Regions from separate parts of the Neogale vison genome. Here region 1 is linked to region 2. A link is a contact called in public Hi-C data. All regions are on one chromosome and are shown on one strand. The core of a region is the stretch at or near the end of the contact, and the rest is flanking DNA. Distances in the headings are between cores, read along the strand shown.

Evidence for each region. A called contact is a pair of places that touch in the nucleus more often than the background predicts.
Region 1: a contact with region 2 is called in a Hi-C map of muscle, with 16 times the contacts expected there. The contact joins the promoter of RPS19BP1 here to the promoter of TNRC6B in region 2. A contact is called at or near these places in 2 of 3 Hi-C or Micro-C datasets (fibroblasts and muscle).

The regions. Positions count from the first base shown.
Region 1 is chr12:8,958,406-8,962,770 of ASM_NN_V1, forward strand. RPS19BP1 (active regulator of SIRT1) reads left to right here and starts at 1,474. Exons shown (of 4, transcript XM_044227703.1): 1 at 1,474-1,562; 2 at 1,729-1,857; 3 at 3,847-3,944; 4 at 4,313-4,365. The coding sequence starts at 1,511.
Region 2 is chr12:8,543,840-8,548,181 of ASM_NN_V1, forward strand. TNRC6B (trinucleotide repeat-containing gene 6B protein) reads right to left here and starts at 2,846. Exons shown (of 26, transcript XM_044229099.1): 1 at 2,531-2,846. The coding sequence starts at 2,601.

The DNA of each region.
Region 1 (4,365 bases), core at 224-2,723, 410 kb after region 2:
TTGATTCCCAGTACCAACACCAACATGTGTAACCTGGACAGACTCCTTGGCTCTGTGCTACTGTTTCCTAATCTGTAAAATGGGGTCGGGACCAGGGGTGGGGAGGGGTGGGGGTTGCTCCTACCCCAGAGTTATGGATGGTAGGGGAGTAGATGAGTTAACAAATGCAAACAGTACCTTAACATAGTGTATTCTATTACTGCCTTCTGTTTAGGTGTTCTCCCCCACTGGACTAGCTCGTGGAAGTTAGACAGTGAGGTTCATCCAGCAATGTCATCTCCATGTCCCTCTCCACAGCGCCAGGCATACAAAAGGCCCTCAAATCATATTCCCTGACATTCACCACTCATCTGTTGAGTGCCTTCTGCATTCCAGGTACGGGGCTAGGAGCTGCAGGTGGAGTTGTGAACAGGGCAGGATTCCTCCCCACTGTAAGAAGAGTAATTTCAAGCCCAGAAGTTCTCAAACTTTCTGGTCTGAGAAACTTTTTTTTTTTTTTAAGATTTTATCTAATTGTTTATTTGACAGCAAGAGCAGGAACACGAGCAGGGGGAGTGGGAGAGGGAAAACAGGCTTCCCAACGAGCAGGGAGCCGGGTTGCGGGGCTCCATCCCCAGACGCTGGGATCATGACCTGAGCCGAAGGCATCACCTAACCGACCGAGCCACCCAGGCGCCCCGGTCTGAGAAACTCTTGACACACTTAAACAAGTTCACGATCCCAAAGAGCTTTACGGTGTGTGACTACCTCCTGGTATTTACTCTATTGGAAACTAAAACTGATAAGTTTTTAATTTTTAAAATTTAGTAAGTTAATACATTGTATTTATTGATTTATTTTTTTCAAAACAATAGCAAACCCATTGCGTGTTATAAAAGGCCGTGGGGGGCCCTGTGGCCCAGTGACGTTGCCAGACATGCTCTGCTTGCCTGCTCTATGTTGAATAAATATTTCTAATGAAAATGGCTGTATTTTCCAAGGCAAACAAAAGAGCGGGAAAACACTGATACGGTTTTGCTTTTTTTTTTTTTTTTCAAATGTCTCTCATATCTGACATAATGGAAGAAAAGCGGGATTCGCATGCCACACTCCACCTGTGCGATACGTTGCTTTGGTCGATGTATGTGAAAAAGAACCCGATTCTACAATTCCCTTTACCGAAACACTGCGTATTTGAACACTCCGCTCTGTCTCCCGCCTCACCCAGTACGAAGCTTCGGGACTCTGGAAAGCCGACCCGCGGCTGGTCACCGACGGCTTCTGGAAGAAGGCGTGGCCTTCTTAGGATTGGACAGCATGTGTGTCCTTCTGCAGGTTGACCCCGCCTCCAGTCCCCGCCCCTATTTCCCTCCGTAGTAAAGTGGCGACCCCAAACGCATGCGTCCTTAGGCAGGCGGGCACTTCCGCCCGGTCACCCCGGAACCTTCTGTTCCCGCTCGCGTTTCCGTCGAGACGACGAGGGCCGCCAAGGCGGAAGTAGCGTGGTGTGTGGGCGGAACCAAACACGGTCATGTCGGCCGCCCTGCTGCGGCGCGGCTTGGAGCTGCTAGGGGCGCCGGAGGGTGAGGAGGTCCTGGCCGGGGACGCGCAGCGCGGGCAGAGGGTCGGAAGGGGCGGCGGGGAAGATTCCAGAGGTTACGGGACTGTCCAAGCCGGGCTTGGCCTTGGGGGGATGGAGACCCTGCGCGCCCTCCGACCCGGTCCGTTCCTCTCTCCCTTCCCCTGCAGCCCCCCGGGCCGCGGCAGGCCCGGCCAAGACGACCGGGGCCCCGGCGAAGCGGACCCGGAAGGCAAAGGCAACCCAGGCCCAGAAACTGCGGAACTCGGCCAAGGGAAAGGTGCCCAAGTCCGCGCTCGGTGAGCTCGGGAAGGGGGCGACACCCTGGAGGAGGGGGCGCTGGAGGCTGAGCTTGAAGGGGTGGCCGGGCGTTTCTGGAATAGCAGGTGTGCGCCGGACGCGGAGCCGGGTCCTGGGAGTACGGGGCTGGACGAAACTCCTGGTCCCGGCCCTCTTGGGCTACTGCCCCAGTGGGAAGAAAAGTACCAGCGTTTCGGATGCGGAGAGTAATTGCTAAGTGTGATGAGGCCTGTGGAGTAAGACTGGCGTGCTCTGGGACGGACTTAAAATAAAAAACCAAATCAGAGTGCCCTGCTGAAATGGCATTTAAGCCCATAACTGAAGGAAGTGTAAGACTGAGCCAGGGGAAGAGCGCTCTAGAGAAGATAGCTCATGCAGAGGTAGGTAGAAGCTCGTTGCTGTGGCACTTGGACTGGGAAAGGTGACATAGTGGACAAGACCAGAGATGGATCGCTTAACAAGGCGTGAATGTTCTGCGTGCCTGGTGTGTTCTAAACCCTGCATACATAAATGTTCCCTCTTTGGTTCCTCACGCGACCCTGTGAAGTCGGTGCTGCCATGACCCCCCATTTGTCAGATGCAGAAACAGGCACTGGTCCAGATGGCACAGGTGGGAACCAGGCAGTGTGTCTGCGGAGATTTGCTATCACCTACTCGGTTCGGGTGGGAGACACTGTGGCCTGGGCAGCCACGATGCTGCAGGGGGAAGATGTGAAGAGAGGGAAGGTTGCTGGGCTTCAGCGGTGAATTGGCTGCAGGGGCGGAGGAAGAGGGAGACACAAGAACAGCCCAGTTTCTAAGAGAGCATCTTGGGAGATAGGGTGCCATGTAACAGGAGGGACGGGCTTAAGGAGGGACAGGTGTGGGCTGGATGGCGGGGTCTTTTGACATGTGGCAGAGCTCGGTGAGCTCCTAGGGTGTCTCTGAACATGTACCCAGAGCCTGGTACATAAAAGGTGTTCAGGTATTTGTTGAAAGAACTATGAATTCCAGGCAGGAAACGGCGTGAGCAAGAATGAGGAGGCAGAAGAGTGAGGTGCGTGTAAGCAGCAGTGGTGTTGATGGGAAACAGGAGCATGGGGGGCCAGGGGTCACCTCCTGTGGCCCAGCCCTTGTCCCCACATCCCATCATGCTGCCTAACAGACGATGAGGGGACTCTGGGGCCACCTCGGTGTGAGCCTCATCATCTCTTGCTTGGATTATTTCAAAAACCTCTTCACCTCCACTGCCCCACCCGGTAATGTTGTTCGCCCCACAGCAGCCAGAGTGATCCTGTGAAGCGGTAAGTGGGACCGGTCTCTCCCGGCCTCACACCCTCCAGTGGCTTCCATCAGACTTGCTACCTCATGAAGCCCCACGTGGTCTGCCCCGTCTCCATCTTCACGTCCTACTGCTCTCCCCTGGCCGTTCTAGCCATTTGCTGTTCTCCAGACACATTAACCGCACTACTTCAGGTTCTTTGCACTGGCTGTTCCCTCTACTTAGAATGCCCTTCCCCAGCATCCACACTCTCTCCTATGAGTGTTTGCTAAAACGTCTACACTGAGGCCCGCTCAGACCCTCCTATGAGAATTGCAGCCCTTCGGCCCTGGCATTCCTCATTTCTCTCTCTCTACTGTGGTGTTTTTCTTCATAAAATGCATCACTCTCTAAAGTACTGTTTCTCTCATTTACCATGTTTCCTTGCTGTGGAGTGTAAGCTCCACGGGGTGGGAATTTTTGCTCTGTTTTCTGCTGTTTGTCCCGCATGTAGCACAGGGTCTGCCATGCAGGAAGACTTGTTTGTTGCTTAAGTCACTTGAGCATCTGGGAGTGGAGGGCGGGGTGGGGGAGGCTTTTCAGTAGGATCGAAGGGAGAGTTATTTGACAGAAAAGTGCACAGGGTGCTGGGGTTAACCGAAGGAGGGGACGCAGGGCTGTCGGGAGGGGGCCCAGTGGCTTCCAGGGAGTTCCTCTGAAATGATGCCCCCGTGCCTGCCATCCACAGCTGAGTTCCAGAAGCGAGAGTGTCGAGGCTACCTCGGAGTAAACCTGAAGTTCATGACCAGTGCAAGAAGTACCGTGGCAGAGTCAGTCACCCGGCAGGTTTGTCAGGGGGGTGGGCTCCGGGCCAGAAACCAGGTGGGAGGAGCCGAGGCTGTTTCTGAGACCCATGGGAGTCTCTGCCCTAAGCACAAAGCAGAGTTTGGGCCACCCCTCTGGACGACAAAGAACAGAGCAGGGCTGTTGGGAGGCTGGGCCTGGCCTTACTCCTCTGTGACCCTTGTGGGCCTCAGTTTGTTCCTCTGATAAGTGGAAAAAGTACGCCCTGCCTCCCAGGACGGTTGAGGGCCAGGTGAGTGGTGGGTAGCACGCAACTCTGCTAGGCTGTGCAGCTACAGGGGGCAGTCCTTCAGGTGCCAGAAGACACCACCCAGGGATCCTGACATACACACACACACCCCCATCTTCAGATTGTGCGGCAGAACCGGGGCCGCAAGGCCTGTGACCGGCCAGTAGCCAAGAC
Region 2 (4,342 bases), core at 1,596-4,095:
CACAATAACAAGGTCCTGGGGGTAAGATTTGCATAAAGCGCTCCGAAAACCTTGCCCTTCTGAATTGAATGCATTTATATTTATAAGAATGAAAGAAGGAAGAAATAAAAACAAAGCTGGGATGTAATTTTGTAAAAATGTTCTTAATTTCTAAAAACTAAGAATGAATTAAATTTAATACTGACGTCTTAAGTTAGGCATGGGCAGCCTCACCATCAGTGGCACTTCTCATTTCTTTTCCTACTTTTCAGAGTCCTTTCTGCCTTATTTCCTCAGGATAAATTAGGAGGCAAAATGGAATAAGGGCAGGCTTTGAAACCAGACAGATGTGAAACTAACTAAACCTATCCCTCCAAGTTCCTAGCTGTGCAGCTCTTGGATGGTCTTTTTCCTAGCCACAAAACAGTGATGTCACCTACATGACAAATCTGAGGTAAGGATTAGGAAAAAAAAAAAAATACAGAGGCTGGCATATTAGAAAGCAGTGAATGTTGGTTAATATTTTTACCATCATTTGAACAAATAGTATTGTTCTGACTTAAAACATTTTTAAGTGCTTCTATTTTAATGAAGAAGAAAAAAATTTTTTTCAAGGGCACAGCATGTATATGGTACTTTAGAAAAGCAGCTTGGTAATTTCTTCTTCTTAAGTCCTATCAGAAACTATTCTGCTCAAATAATGATGTTTGGGACAAGCACCTAAAAACAGCCAGGAACCAAGAAAATATAAAGGCAGCTGTTATCATCATCGCTGTGTCCAAGTGGGACAAGCCAGTCGCTTTGTGTTCTGGATCCCTTAGTGTAGGTACCTACTCCATTCATATCCCTCCCACTACCTACCTACAGCCACAAAGCACGCTGCAGGGGTGCTAAAAGTTCTGCTTTTAAAGAGGCATTTACACAACACTACCAAAACAATAAATATAGTTTCAAAGCAGAAATCACTGATGCCTCTCCAAATCAACAGGAAGCTATCCTCCACTGAAATTCCCTACAACTATGAAGGAAATAGCCTCTATTCTTAAACTTTCACAAGATGCTAAGATGCAAGATGTTTATACACCTTATTTCTGTATGCTTAACTCCTGGGAGTAGCCGGGCAGGGGTAGGAAGGCAACCCATAACGTTTTATTCACTATGGAGAAATATCTCTGGCCAATTCTGTCTTGCATAATTTTGCTTATATTGTAATACAAATGACCACCTTGAAATTCGTCTTATTCCTCGCACAATTTCCAGCATAGATGCTGAAGAGTAATAAAACAGCCGAGAGATACGTGAGAAAGCAAGGAATCTTAAAAGACAGAGACTAGTCCACTGTCCCTAAAGAACTGAGGATGGGCTGGTCCTTACTTAAGACACCTAACAAGAAGCTACGGTTACTGGGTGTCCTCAGCCACTTTAGCGTGCCCGGCCCCCCGATGGCTAACAAACCCGCTAGTTTGAAGCTAAGGGGAGCCAGCTCGGGAGGACACAGGAAACACCCCTCGTGCCGTCTGGTCCCATTTCCTCGTGGCCAGCCTGAATCGCCTCTCGAAGGTGGCCACGCCGCAGGGCTCTAAGGTGAGGGGTGCGACACCCCCCCCCGCACACCCCCGGCCCGGATTAAGCAGGGGAACGCGTTCGCGCTGTCACGCAGCTCCCGCGCCGTCAGGGACCGGGAGGCTCCGAGGCCTGACGCCTCCCTCTGCACCACCCGCCCCGCCAGGCAGGGGGCCCGACGCGCCTCCGCTGGGGCCCCCGCTCTCCGCCGCGACAGGGAGCGCCTCGCCGCCCCGGAGGCCCCCCAGCGACGGGAAGCGAACCCGACTCGACCAGCCCACCCGGAAGCCCTCCCCCAGCTCACACCTGCTGGCGCGTGACGCCCGGAGCCGCGCGCGCCCGCCCGCCTGCCCCGGCCCTGCCATTCCGAGCGCCCCTTCTCTGCGCGCGGGACGTGGCCCGCGTCCCTCCCAGCCCCGGGGTCAAACCCACCACATGCCCGCCCCCACGGAGCGCGAGCTCAACGCCGCCGCCCCCGCCGGGGCCCGCGCGCGCTCCCGCCCCCCCCCCCAGGCCCTGTCCCCGCCGCGCGCGCTCACTCGCGAGGACACGCACACGCTGCGCCTCAGCTTGACAGGCCGGCCCGCGCCGCGCGCTCCCGCGGCTGTCCTCGCCCACCCGGCAGCCCAGCTCTGACTGGGCGGTGCGCGGGGGAGGGGAAGGGCGGCAGTGGCCGTCTGTCCTCACTCACCGCCGAGCCGCGCCGGCTCCCAGTGCGCGGCGTTCCGCTGTGAGGCGATGCGCTGCGATGCGCGCGGTCCCCGCTTCTCCGCAAGCAATGGAGGCGACGTAGTAGGGGGACTGAAGGGGCGCGGGGGGTCACTCCCTCCCGCTTCACCTCCCAGAAACACGGGGACCCCAGAAACTAAAAACAAAATAAACAAACTTTCCCCTCCGCCTCCCTCCCCCAAAACCACAACACAAACACTCGGGAGCCCGCCCAGAGCCCCACTCCATTGGCCGTAGGGAGGATGCTTCCGGCTCTCACTGGCTGACTTTTGTGCCCATCAAGCTGCGGTTCCGCCCCTCCAATTCCTCGCCGCTGCCGTCGCCCCTCATTGGTCAAGTGCTTCCCGTTTGACGAGCTAGGATTGGCTGAGCTGCCTGCGCCAATCATTCGGGGACACACCCCCTCAGCATCCCAGAGGCCGCTTCCTTGGTCGCGGACGCGGAGAGGCGAAGGGGAAACTAGAGCATGATGGCGGCCGAGCTCACTTGGCGCAACCATCCTCTTTTTTCTTTTTTTAGCTCATTGGTGCCTCGCCCTCGCGCTGTTTCCCCTGAGCTCCTCTCTCCATCCAGTATTGCCTAATAACGGAATCTATACGCGCCGGCTCCTTGATTTATCCCCTTCGAAGTGCTGAGTGTGGGCTGGCTGTGCGTCATTGGACTGTCAGAATGTCACTCTCTAGTCAAATCTTCAAGCTATTGGTGGGGCAGTCAGAAAACCCGTCCAACAACAAGGACTAGTGCTATTGGTTTGACTCCACAGAGTTCTTTCCTGGTACCTTATTGGGTAAATAGGCGCGTCCGTCAGATCGGATTCTCCGTGCTACGATTAATTGTTTGCTGAGAGTTTGGATGGCTCGGGTCGTTTGGGCCGTAGTTGACGATAATAATGACTGTCGTTTATTTTGTGCCTGCTTTGTGCCACCTACTGTTCTGGGGTTCTTACAGGGATTTTCTGACTAAATCTGTGAGTTTTACATTCTCTGAATTTTACAGATAGAAACGAAGGCTCTGAAGAGATGTAGGACACCTTCCCAAGGTCACCCAGATAGAACGTAATTGGTGAACCCGGCGTTGGTCCTAGGACCATCTGACTCCAGAGCCTTTGCTGTTTTAATTGGTGCCTCTTCCTTCGGAATCTTACCTGACAGCCAACGCAGCATCTTCAAAATGTGTTTATTCCGAATGTATTCCCCCCCCCCCATCAGTTTCTGTAGGTGACATTGTGGGAGACTAAAGCTGTGGAGAGGTTGTCATTGCCGCCACCGCATTCTCCTCTACGGCACCCGTTCCTCTCCACCCCAAAGTAAACCATCTTGGTGTTTCCTGACCAGAAGCCCATCTACTTCTGTGTTTATTTTCTCAGCTTTATAAATGAACATTTCTACCATCCTTGTGTGCCAAGCCTACCTCCTCAACCCTCACTCATCTATCTCCAGCTCACTCTTTGGAGAGAGACCTCAGAAAGAGAGTCTAAAGAGAGATAAAGAGTAAATTGCTTTAGAAATAAATAATTTATTACATACAAATGGAACAGCCCTTCAGCTCCTGGGAAGCTTCCAGAGTGGCCCCTGATGCTGTGCGAGACGTGTGCTCCTGGCTCCTTGCCATTAGATTCTTTCTCTGTGGCAGCTTTCAGGGAAGTGAATCCAACATTCCAGCCAGGGGAGGGCAGGATGCTTAGGACCCACTGCCAAAGAGCCAGGCCCAGCCTCTGGGACTGAAATGATCTCCAGGAGCACAGCTCTGGACTCCAGCCTGCATTCCGTCTTGGGTAATTAACATTTTACCATCCCAAATCCCCATCCCCTGTAGCTTCAGTGGGATCACCGCCCTTGTTTCACTTCCTGATCCAAGCTGTTGTGTAACCTCGTTGGCACTGCTTTAGTAATAAAACAACCACTGTAATACTGTAATGCTCAACACTTAACAGATTTTCAGCAGAGGAAGACAAGGCATTTCACAAACATCAATTAAGATTAAGTGGCAGGTAATTCCTGGCAACTGCCACAGCAGGACAGAAGAAAGATCATGAGTCAAATTCTAATAAAGGTCCTAAGAACCTGAATCC